2 separate regions of the Zea mays genome follow, and region 2 is linked to region 1. A link is a contact called in public Hi-C data. All regions are on one chromosome and are shown on one strand. Each heading gives the region's core, a stretch centred on a gene start, on an enhancer-like site or on the middle of the called end of the contact. The rest is flanking DNA. Distances are from core to core; before and after follow the strand shown.

Region 1 (5,621 bases), core at 2,341-4,840:
GGCGTTATAAACTGTAAAACGCAGTGTTTTATGCATTTTAGACCATTAGCTATTTTTGGGCCCGGTCTATTAGTTACTTTTGGGGTTCAATCTAGCTCATGGGTGAAGTTTTGGTAAGCCACTAAACTCTCTGTTTTGGTATTTAACTTCATATTATTGTCTGAAATTATGATATATTGGTATTTTTCCTATGTTGTTTAAAACTACGTTTAAACAAAGTTTAAACGTTTAAAAGTCAAAATTTCCCCCATGAGCGTTCCAACGTTTTATCGTTTTAATAAGCTTGATTGGTCCAAGCAACACCAGTAGCTACATAGAGGAATCAGGAATGTAATGCAAATACAGTTGATGAATATCTGTTGTTTTTGCTCTCCTCTCGTCTTCTCTGACAAGTGTGTGTGTTTCCCTTTACTCTTGGCTCCAGTGGCAGCAAACCAAGCTACCTTGGCGTTCAGAAGAGTCCTCCGTCCCTTGCTCTCTGCCCTGCAACCAATAACTGTGTTTCCACATCAGAGGAAATAAGCGACTCAAATCACTATGCTCCCCCATGGTAAGCCCATTACCGCCATGAGTTCCGTTCTCTGAATATGCTGCAGCTTTACTTTAATCTCTGTTATATACTGCATGCACTAAAAGCTGGCGTAGGAAACAGGAGTATGCTACAACTCACTCCGTCTATCTGATCCCCAATCACAACAACTCGCACCTTGTTCCTGCTAGTGTAAATTGTAATGAGGAAACAACTATCATGACTTCATGAGCCCTTTGTGTTGTTTTCTCTTCCAAAAAAGGAAGAAGCAACGGCGGTGAGCGAAAATGTCGTGGAGACGAGAAAGCAGGAGCAGTGAAAACCGAGAGCAGAAAAGCTAAACCCTAACGCGGGCAACACCTTTTTATAGGTCACAGCCCCAAAAATATAAAATAAGGGAAAAGTAACATCAATCAACCGTCATTTCCACAACAGTCAGTTTTTCATGTCCCCAGAAAACACTCAACTGATGATCGAGATCAGCGTTCGGACCATCCCCTAGACTTTGGTTCCCACCTGTCAGAACCCAACATGCAGTTATGTTGTATCGCGGTTTGCGGAGTAGATTAACATTATTTTTGTCCAGGAACTACAATCCCAAGGATGGGCGGAGCGGTAAACCCATAACCAAAGAGGAGGCCATGAAAGAACTAATTGAAGTCGTAAGTAAATATGTGCATGATGGCACACATAGAAGCATTGTACCGGTGTTACCGCCTTGGAGTCATATATTTTTCTGCAGCATCATCTTGTATTTGGTTGGAACCAGGTCACGAAGACAAAGCCGGACAACTTCACTCCTCGCATAGTAGAGAAAAAAGATGATTATATCCGAGTTGAATATGAGAGTCCTATATTTGGGGTAGGCGGCGGCGGGTAGCACCTTGTTTTCCTTTTTGTGGGCGTTACTAGATGTGCGTAAATGTGGTGGCCATTTGATATCATTTGTCGATGCTGAAGTTTGTAGATGATGTGGAGTTCTGGTTCCCTCCTGGCAACAAGACCATGGTTCAGTATCGGTCGGCGTCTCGATCAGGATTTATCGATTTCAATGCCAACAAGAAGAGAGTAAAGGTATGCGTGCTTGTATCTTGGTACCGGTTTAGCTCTGTATACTAGTGGATGACACTCGTGATTGGTTTCGTGTGCGTCTTAGGAGCTGAGATTGGCTTTGGAAAAGAAGGGCTGGGCTTCAGAAAGCAACTTCTGAATTGAAGTGAGAAGGGTGGAAGAGGTGCAGGTGCATGCTACTCAGACGAGCCAGCACAACTGGGAACTGGGATTGGGTACTGCCCACGCAAAGGCAAAAAAGTCTCTTTGTGATGGTCCCTCGTTCTCATTCAGGTCAGCGATTACCTAGTTTGTGTACTAGGCAGCGTAAGCTAGCTGCTGGTGGGTGGTGGTGGCCATCATGAGGATTCAGGATGCATGATGATCTTCCATGGGTGGTGCCGGGGGCGCACTAAGGGAAAAAAAAAAGGATATTACATGGACAGCAACCACCCTGGCTAGCTAATACCAAGAAATCATTCATATACTCCTAGTCTCCTACCAAGAAAAAAGATATATTTATTATGCATCTTCTTGCCATCCGTGCATCCTACTACATGCATCGGATCTGTCCTTGCGATAATGAGATATGCATATTCGTTCGATATGATTGATAGATAGTCGACCCAGAGATGATTTAGGTCTCTCTCTCTCTCTCTCTCTCTCTCTCTCTCTCTCTCTCTCTCTCTCTCTCTCTCTCTCTCTCTCTCTCTCTCTCTCTGGCATTAGTTGGATGCATGGTTGACTTGTTTCATGCATGGATTCTATTATAGTGCACACATATATATTAATAAAAAAAGGTATCTAGATTATATAGACACACACAGGAACTGTCACTCCTGATCGAGCGAGATGTCGATGTCGTGACTGAAGACCCCCATGGATTCAGGTTCTGTTCAGATTGGATTGCTGGTGGGTGGGAGTAGTGGAGTGGAGCTGGGCATGTTGGCCATCCTCCGGTCCATACATGTGTAGTCAGAAACAAATTTGACCCTTTTTGGAGGTGCGCATGCATGTCGATGGATTGAAGACCCTGGCCGGTTGAGGTCAAATCCAAAGAAAAGATATGATGCAGGTCAGTCGCCACCTTCCATTGTTTACCACCCACCAAAATGCGTCTACTCTCACTCTCATCATTAGCTAGCTACGAAATGATCCTTCTCTCCCTCCCTCTCCGTTTCCAGGAAAAAAAAAAACCTTCTCTCTCTAGTCTCGACTCTATTAAGGTAGTTGGAAGTTGCAGCTTAGACCCATCAAAACCGTCTATTAATCGATCAAGTGCTCTCTACATGTTGATTCTTCAACAGTTCGACAAGGTAAATCACCCACATATGTTTATATTTTGAGTTGGGCCACCCACAAATCTATGATCACCACCAAATCGTCTAGTGATACCGATCACAAAGAGTAATAAGCATAAACTCTAACTTGATCTATCCAAGGCTAAATAGAACGGTGGATGCACACTTGCTTTTCTCGGTGGATTAATGATGTACTAACATGGTGATGATTAGATCTCAATCACCTAACTAGACAAAGACTCTCCCTTCCTCTCCAAATAGGTCTTTCGGGTGCACAAATGGTCAAGAGAGCTAAAATAGGTGAGTTGGAGGAGTATTTATACATCTCACAATGTACATTGCAGGCTACAAATAAAGTAAAATTGTGCACAAGTGTCACCCACCTAACAAATAGAACATATATTTTTTTTATTAAAATAAAGTGTACGCATGTACCAATGTCACCGCAGCACGAGCAACTGCCTAGTAATGGCTACCAAGTACGTTGATTTAAGATTAAAGTGGACGGTTCTGTAATGTCACCCACCTAACAAATAGAACATACATATTTTTTGTTTTATTAAAATAAAGTGTACGCATGTACCAATGTCACCGCAGCAGGGGCAACTGACTAGTAATGGCTACCAAGTACGTTGATTTAAGATTAAAGTGGACGGTTCTGTAACTTTGACGTGCACTGCATGGCAGCGGTTCTGTTACATATGCTATGTCTCTCAATCTCATTTCATATCTCTATATGTCCGATTATTTATGTGGTGTCTTGGTAGCTAGCTCGGAGCTTAATTTTAATTCGCAGCTGCGCAGTAGTATAAAATCGTTGTTGGCCCTTTGCTTTCCCTCTCCCTCGTTGTCCATGGCCCTCGAGTCATGGCTCACCAAGGTCCGCTCGGCCATGTCCTCTGCCTCTGGAGGTTCGGGGGCGCCATCGAGGCCCCGGAAGCAGAGCACCGTCGGCATCCTCGCCTTCGAGGTCGCCAGCCTCATGTCCAAGCTTCTCCAGCTGTGGCGAGCCGTGGGTGACGCTGCCGTCGCACGCCTCCGCCACGAGACCATGAACCTCCACGGCGTCCGCAAGATGGTCTCCGACGACGACGACTTCCTTGTCGGCCTCGCCCGCGCCGAGCTCGTGGACACGCTCAGGGCCGCATCCGACTCCGTGACCGCGCTCGCCGCGCGGTGCGCGGACCCCAGCCTCCGCGACTTCAGGGACGCCTTCCTGGAGCTGGCCGACACCGGCCGCGACCGGCACCGCTGGACGGCGCCCAGCTGGAAGGAGATGGACGCGAGGGCGAGCAGGATGGGGAAGCAGGTGGCCACCACCGCCGCGCTCCGGAGGGCCATGGAGGAGCTGGCCGAGGCCGAGCACGGCCTCCGGAAGCTTGTCGTCCTCCAGTGCGCCGCCAACAGCCTTTCGGCGAGCAAGATCTCGGCGGCGTCGGAGCAGCAGCAGGTGGTCTTCTCCAAGAGGCAGGAGGTGAAGCACCTGAAGCAGACGTCCCTCTGGGGCTCCACCTTCGACGCTGTCGTCGCGTCGCTGGCACGGGCGGCGTTCACCACCCTCGCGCGCATCAAGGCCGTCTTCGGCGCCGGCCGGGAGCAGCGCCACCCGCCGCTGTACCGCAGCCTGACACTCTCCTCGGCGGTGCACCCGTCAGGCGACGCGCGGTCCCCGCCGTCGCGCAAGTCCATGTCAATGGAGGAGGTGCTGCTGTTCGACGTGGACAACCAGCCGTCGTTCGCTCCGAAACGGCAGGTGCGGGGCGGCGGGTTCCTGGAGGACAGCTCGGCGGCACTGACGCCCCCGGCGGGGACGCTGGGCGCGGCGGCGCTGTCGCCGCGCTACGCCGGGCTGGTGATCTCGATCGAGCGGATGGCGCGGTCGCCGCTGCTGGTGGGCCCCGAGGAGCGGGACGAGCTGTACGGGATGCTGACGGCGAGCGTGCGCGCGCAGCTCCGGGCGCGGCTGCGCGGCGCGGTGCCCGCGGCGGACCCGGGGCTCGCAGGGCAGTGGTGCGCGGCGCTGGCTGGGATCCTGGAGTGGCTGGCGCCGATGGCGCACGCGACGGTGCGGTGGCAGGCGGAGCGCAGCCTGGAGCAGCGGGGCGGGAGCGGCAACGGCAGCGTGCTGCTGCTGCAGACACTGCAGTTCGCGGAGCGCGACAAGGTGGACGCGGCGGTGGTGGAGCTCCTGGTGGGGCTCAACTACGTGTGGCGGTTCGAGAAGGAGATGAGCTGCCGTGCTATGCTCGCCTCGCCCGCCCGCCCGCCCGTCCGATGACGATGCATCCATGGATTATGGATGGTGGTGGTGATACGAATGATGCAAGCACATCTGCATCTGCATCTGTTTGTTGCTCATTCTGGATGGATCTGTTGATGACGAATAAATAATAAGCTAAGGCAGGTACACATGGTTAGTTGACTCAATCATCATCTCAACGATTCCATCATCACATGGCGGCAGAGCAGACTGTTGTTATACACTATAAATAAATATCAAACACCAGTGGCAGCGTCGATCAAAATACAGGTTAAAATACTTCAGCGACAGTAAGGGAGGGGGCCATGGCTTTGGCTCCTCTCATGCTCCTCTTTTCTATTGGAATGGAACAATCTGTACCTTAGCTGGATGATAACTAGCTACTCAAACACAAATATTCCAGCATTTCAAGGATTCTAAGAACTAGTTCAAGTCTTTCAAAGACCTGAGATGTAACACTCACAATCTGTCTAAAGTGTCA
Region 2 (5,621 bases), core at 1,779-4,278, 150 kb after region 1:
TTCATTCTCAACAGAAAACTCCAATGGCACGACCGCAGCTCAGTGAAAACTCCCATGACACGACAGCCGAAAAAATGATCAAAAGAATCAGATGTAAACCACCACCAAGGGTTCCGAAAAAACAATAGCTCCATAGTTCAGGAGGATACAGCAATCAAGCAGTATGTATGATATGAGAAGGACACTTCCATTTTTCATATTTCGTAGTTCCACGTGCTCTCTGCTATTAGCTTTGGTGCTTTGCTTTGGTCCGACAAATCGAATGTCGTCGCAACCTGCACAAAAGGAAGCATCAGTCAGACTATCACATTCCATCCAAATGTAACAAAACTCATCTTTCTCCTCGGCATACATATGTCATATAAAGGTCTTCCTCCAAAATGCAAAGATGCCTTACAAATCGAACTGGAGGTGTAGTATTTCCTTATCACATCGACAGGATCCAAATCCATGTGCTCAAAGATCAAAATTCATTTACTGAACTACCAAAGTACACATATGCATCACAGTATCCTGAGTCCTCTCAGGGCATGTATAGTGGAGAGACACCAAAACGGTTCTCCAAGCACAGGAGATAACTAAGAGACTCTATTGTACAATGGAGTGTCTCTAAACGTAGTCTATTAATAAATACAGAATTAAATGTATTTGTGTAGCATCAGATCGATAGAACAGACGACAAATTCGTACAGTGGGAAGTGAGGCGTCTGTTGTTACTTGGTTTACGAGCTAGAGGCGTCTCTTCACGGAGAGACGGCTCTAAGATTTTTTTGCAAATAACCCCCTAAAACACCTTAAGAGCCCCCACATTAAACACCACTATACATGCCCTCATATTCCCACACCAGCTCTCCTCTATTCAAGCAACCATCAACCAGACAGCTGTAGAATAGCTTCAACTTCCAAGAAGCTATGCCTCAACTGAGCAAGACTTTCTCAAACTTGACGGTTTCTATGTATGAGACATAGATATGGGACATTTTCTACTGGTTTATTCTGATATCCCCGAGCTCAACTGAACATAATTCACTGGCTATATCATCCAATTTTCGCAGTATAGTATCTGCATGCAGGACAATTAAAAATGTTTGGAGGAAAAAACTATATTCTCAAATTGTACTGACTTAATTACTCACTTCCCCACACAACAGGCTCTTCAAGTAATTTCAGGTTCAGGTGATTTTGGTGACCACAGGTCCACAGCCATTATATCCAATTATGGAACCTTTTTGGACCCTCAATACAGCTCAGATGGGATTGTCTCCCCCACCCCCTCCAAAATAAAACGAACTTTGTGTCATGTACCCACAATGCTTTATAATTACTTTCTTAGTTTCGATTCTGACTGCTTGCATAAAAAATGGATGTTTTGAGTCTTAAAACAACTGAAGAAACCAGAATTCAAAGTTTCAAACAGAATGCAAGTTCAATAATGCTGCTTGGACTAGCTAGGGATTTGTAAGGAAGATATGGCATGATTGGATGGGGGGTTTCTATTTAAATACTCAGCGCAAAGTTCAAATTTGAACTAAATCCTAAATTTCCTAGAGCAAACCTCATCATCAAAACATATCTATAGCCGCAGTGGACGTGAAAAATGTCTCCATTCTCCTCCCATCAGCCATAACACAGAACAACATATACTCAAGAGTCAATAAAGAACCTTCTTTTGCACTCAACAAGCAAAAATGGGATTGCTTCCCTTCAAAAATGTTCTATTGACAACAAGTAGTTACCAGGGATTGCTAATGAAAGTAAAACTGAAAGCCAACACAAAGAAAGAACAATCTTTTTTTTGTGATTGAAGTAGCAAGTGCTCTCAAGTCTGAACATGTACCCAGGTGTGTAAGGCATGTCTCTTATTCGCAATAACGAATCCTTTGCAAGTTCGAACCACCTAGGCCAGCGCCCAACCACACAAACAATTGTGCACATGTGAGCGTTCGTGCATACACAATTTCAATGTATACCCATTCTCCAGGCTTGCACTTGCACGGATTCATGTCTGTCATGTGGGAAGCAACAGTGCAACACTCACTAGTACAATAGGAAAATGGAAGCATACATTTGGTTGTCGTCCTAGCCTAGAAAACCGGAAAAAAGATCCTCATTTCTGAGTCGCATGCAATTCAGGATCCTAATAGGTGGAGGCATACATCAATGAAACTCAAAGAAGTACAAGCAGTAACAAGTAAGTAGTAATAGTAAGAGAGCGGAAGAAGAGGCACAGACCTTGAAGGAGCCGCCGGCGAGAGAGTCCCTGCTCCACTCGAGGCCGAGCAGCTTGGTGGAGGCCTGGTAGGTGCCCTTGACGGCGTCCCCTCCGGCGAACTTCCTGGTGATGGCGAACTCCCATGCGTTCTTGTTGGTGTCGAAGAGGGGCTCGATGGTGGTGAGGCGGTCGACCCCGTGCGCGTAGGTGTACTTGAGGCGGCAGCCGCCGGAGCCTAGCGAGTGGGAGAGGCTGACCTTGTTGGCGGGGTCGAAAGTGACGGTGCAGTCGAGCGCGGTGCGGGAGGGCGGCGCGGCGGCGGGGGCCGCGGCGAGGCTAGTGGAGTGAGTGTAGGTGAGGCTGACGCGCTTGTCGAGCACGAGCGCGGAGTTCATGAACTGAAAGCGCACATCCTGCGGCAGCCGCCCCCAATCGGGTAGGGGTAGGTGAGCGGGGAGAGAAGGTAGGTGTAGACGCTAAGGAGAGAAGGAGCCACGAGGACGGTTTACCTGGTTGTGGGGCTTGAGGTCAACGAGGAAGGCGCCGGGCTTCTCGAGGGTGAGGGTGAGGCCTCGCAGGGAAGGACCGTTGGTGAAGGCGGCCTCGGTGGCGGAGGCCTTGAGGCGGAGGTCGCCGGCGGGGGCGGCGAGGGTGGTGGCGGCCGTGGCCTTGTCGCCCTCGTAGCGGCCCTTGAGCGTGGCCTTCATCTCCCCTTCCAATCGGCAGACTGCTCCTGGCCTGGGAGTCTCCGCCGGCCCGCCGCCGCCGCCGCCGCTGACAATGCCTTGTGTGGTGCACTGGGTTGGTCTTGGTCCCTCCTTATCTTCTTCGCTTCTTTCGCCTTTTGCATCGCGCCCAACGCCGCCGCCGTACCCGGACGGAGTCCTTCCTGGGCCTGGGCTCCTCCCTCCCTACCCCATGTTGGTCTAAGTGGCCCGGCCCACTCATGAAAGGTTGCCTTTGATCTCATGGTCATCGCGATGGTTGTGTTGGTTCACCTTCTTCCAGCTCCAGCATTGTTCATGTTCAGTGAACTACTTTAAATTACTGATTGATATCCCTACCTTGTAACTATCCACTGAATTTTGATCAAGATCATATGCATGATCTCCGGTGATTATATTGTCTTTGTCTTAACTCGATGAAGTACCGTTGGATCATCATTATCTTAATTCTTAGAGATCTCCATAAGCTCCTAAAAATATATCTCTTAATACCTGGTTTTTTGAGGTCATCTTTTTCAAAAAACAACAGGGTCTTTATTTTGAGTAATGAACTAGTCTATCATATTTTCACTCGTCACTTTTTTTGTTTGGTTTGTTAAATGAAATGTATTGATTATCTCATTCCTTATAGTTAGTTATTAGTATTGTTATGAGGAATGAAGTCATCACACCAAATTTGAGGAATAAACTTATTATGCACTAACTCACCTTGTATGAATTGATTCTTAAATAAACATCCCCCAAGTATCCCAACATATATCTTTTTTCCCTTAAAAAACTTTTGAATGAAGTGGTAGTCATGCACCCACACGAAGTCGTCGTCCAGGTCGATCACCTCCAGCACACCGGTTCCAAGTCTTCGTCGGAGCTGGCTTGGATAAAATGTTTGGGCCTTTTTGCTACAAGATGCACAATCCACGGTGGCGGCGACACTGTGCAAGAAGAGACTCGACCTAGGAGCAAATGAAAAAAAAATGGCACACCCTAATACTAAGTTTGATGCCGATATTAGAGATAATGCAATAATATTGGAGGAGATTGATATAAAAGATGGTAAAACTCTGAGGCTGACTTTTGTAAACAAGACTCTGAAGACCGACTTTATAGATGAAATGGTCGGTCTATTAAAACAATATTTGGAATGCTTTGCTTTGAATTACACTGAGATGTCATGATTAAGCCGAGAGATAGTAGAACATTGACTGCCTATTTAGTCCGGGTTCACAACTTTCAAGCAAAAAACAGAACATTCGTCCATACGTGCTCTCACAAACAAAGGACGAAATTCACCGGCTGGTAGAAGCTAATTTCATTAGACCTTGCAGATACGTGGAGTTGGTCTCCAATATTGTGTCGGTGGAAAAGAAATAATCACGTAAGCTCAGAGTATGCATTGATTTCTGTAATTTAATTAGAGTAACTCCTAAAGATGAATATCTTATGCTCATAACCGATACATTGATTAATAATGCATCAGGAAATAGAATTATTAGCTTTTTTGATGGTAATGCCGGATATAATCAGATTTTTATGACAGAAGAAGATGCGTCTAAAACGGACTTTATATTTCCAGGCTTCATTAATTTATTTGAGCGGATTGTCATGACATTTGGTCTGAAAAAATGTTGGCACTACTTATCAGAGGGCTATGAATTTGATCTTTCACGAGCTGTTGGAAAACATTGGGAAGTTTACATTGATGATATTGTAGTCAAATCAGCTAAGTTTAGTTCTTATATAGCTGATTTCCGTAAAACCTTTGATAAAATGTGTCGGTACAGTCTAAAGATGAACCCACGCAAATGTGCTTTTGGAGTGTCGGCTGGTAAATTCTTATGATTTATCATTCATGAACATGGTATAGAGATAGACCCTGACTGAATTAAATCCATTCGGAATGTGGGGCCTCCAACCTGTAAGCTTGAAATGCAGAAGTTTCTCGGCAAGGTAAATTATTTACAAAGGTTTATTTCTAATCTAGCTGGGAAGACCGATGCCTTCACTCCTATCCTTTGGCTTAAAAATGATGTCGAATTCACCTGTGGGCATAACAACAGGAAGCATTTAATATCATTAGAAAATATTTGTCTTTCACTCCCGTGTTAAAAGCGCCACGGGCGAGAGTGTCATCCAGGTTATACATTGCAGCCGAAGAAAAAAGTCATTAGAGTTGTTCTGACACAAGAGACCAAATGAAAGGAGCATGTGGTAACCTACCTAAGTCGGAGGCTGATGAACGCTGAAACAAGGTACACTTTCGTTGAGAAGTTATGTCTATGCATGTGTTATGCATGCACCGAGTGTAGGTGTTATTTATTATCTAGTCATTGCACTTTTTTGGTCAAACCGATGTGATCAAAATACATGTTGCAAAACCCGATCATGAGTGGCAGGATTGGCGAATGGGCTTATGCACTTAAAGAGTATGATTTGGCCTATGAACCATTAAAAGCTATGAAAGGCCAGGTCGTAGCGGATTCTATTGTAGAACATTGGATTGATGATGCTTATACACTAGATATATTATACCTCATTGTTACTCCCTAGACTATGTATTTTGATGGATCAGTTTGCAATGAAGAACAAGGGATTGGCATCGTGCTTGGTTCACCAAGTAACGCCTATTTTGACTTCTCTAGCCGATTAAAACCTTATTGCACTAACAATCAAGCCAAATATGATGC

What was found. Hi-C and Micro-C count contacts between places; a contact is called where the count stands out from the background.
Region 2: a contact with region 1 is called in a Hi-C map of tassel, with 2.1 times the contacts expected there. The contact joins the promoter of LOC542205 here to the promoter of LOC100277681 in region 1. A contact is called at or near these places in 3 of 25 Hi-C or Micro-C datasets (ear, leaf and tassel).

What each region holds. Positions count from the first base shown.
Region 1 is chr5:971,819-977,439 of Zm-B73-REFERENCE-NAM-5.0, forward strand. LOC100277681 (DUF3475 domain protein) reads left to right here and starts at 3,591. Exons shown (of 1, transcript NM_001151184.2): 1 at 3,591-5,288. The coding sequence starts at 3,734. The coding sequence ends at 5,158. It overlaps LOC100277870, which reads left to right. Exons shown (of 7, transcript NM_001151325.2): 3 at 425-550; 4 at 1,116-1,191; 5 at 1,299-1,391; 6 at 1,490-1,603; 7 at 1,686-2,101. The coding sequence ends at 1,739.
Region 2 is chr5:1,121,273-1,126,893 of Zm-B73-REFERENCE-NAM-5.0, forward strand. It overlaps LOC542205 (Outer envelope pore protein 24A chloroplastic), which reads right to left and starts at 3,029. Exons shown (of 3, transcript NM_001351721.1): 1 at 2,722-3,029; 2 at 2,233-2,625; 3 at 10-275. The coding sequence starts at 2,919. The coding sequence ends at 195.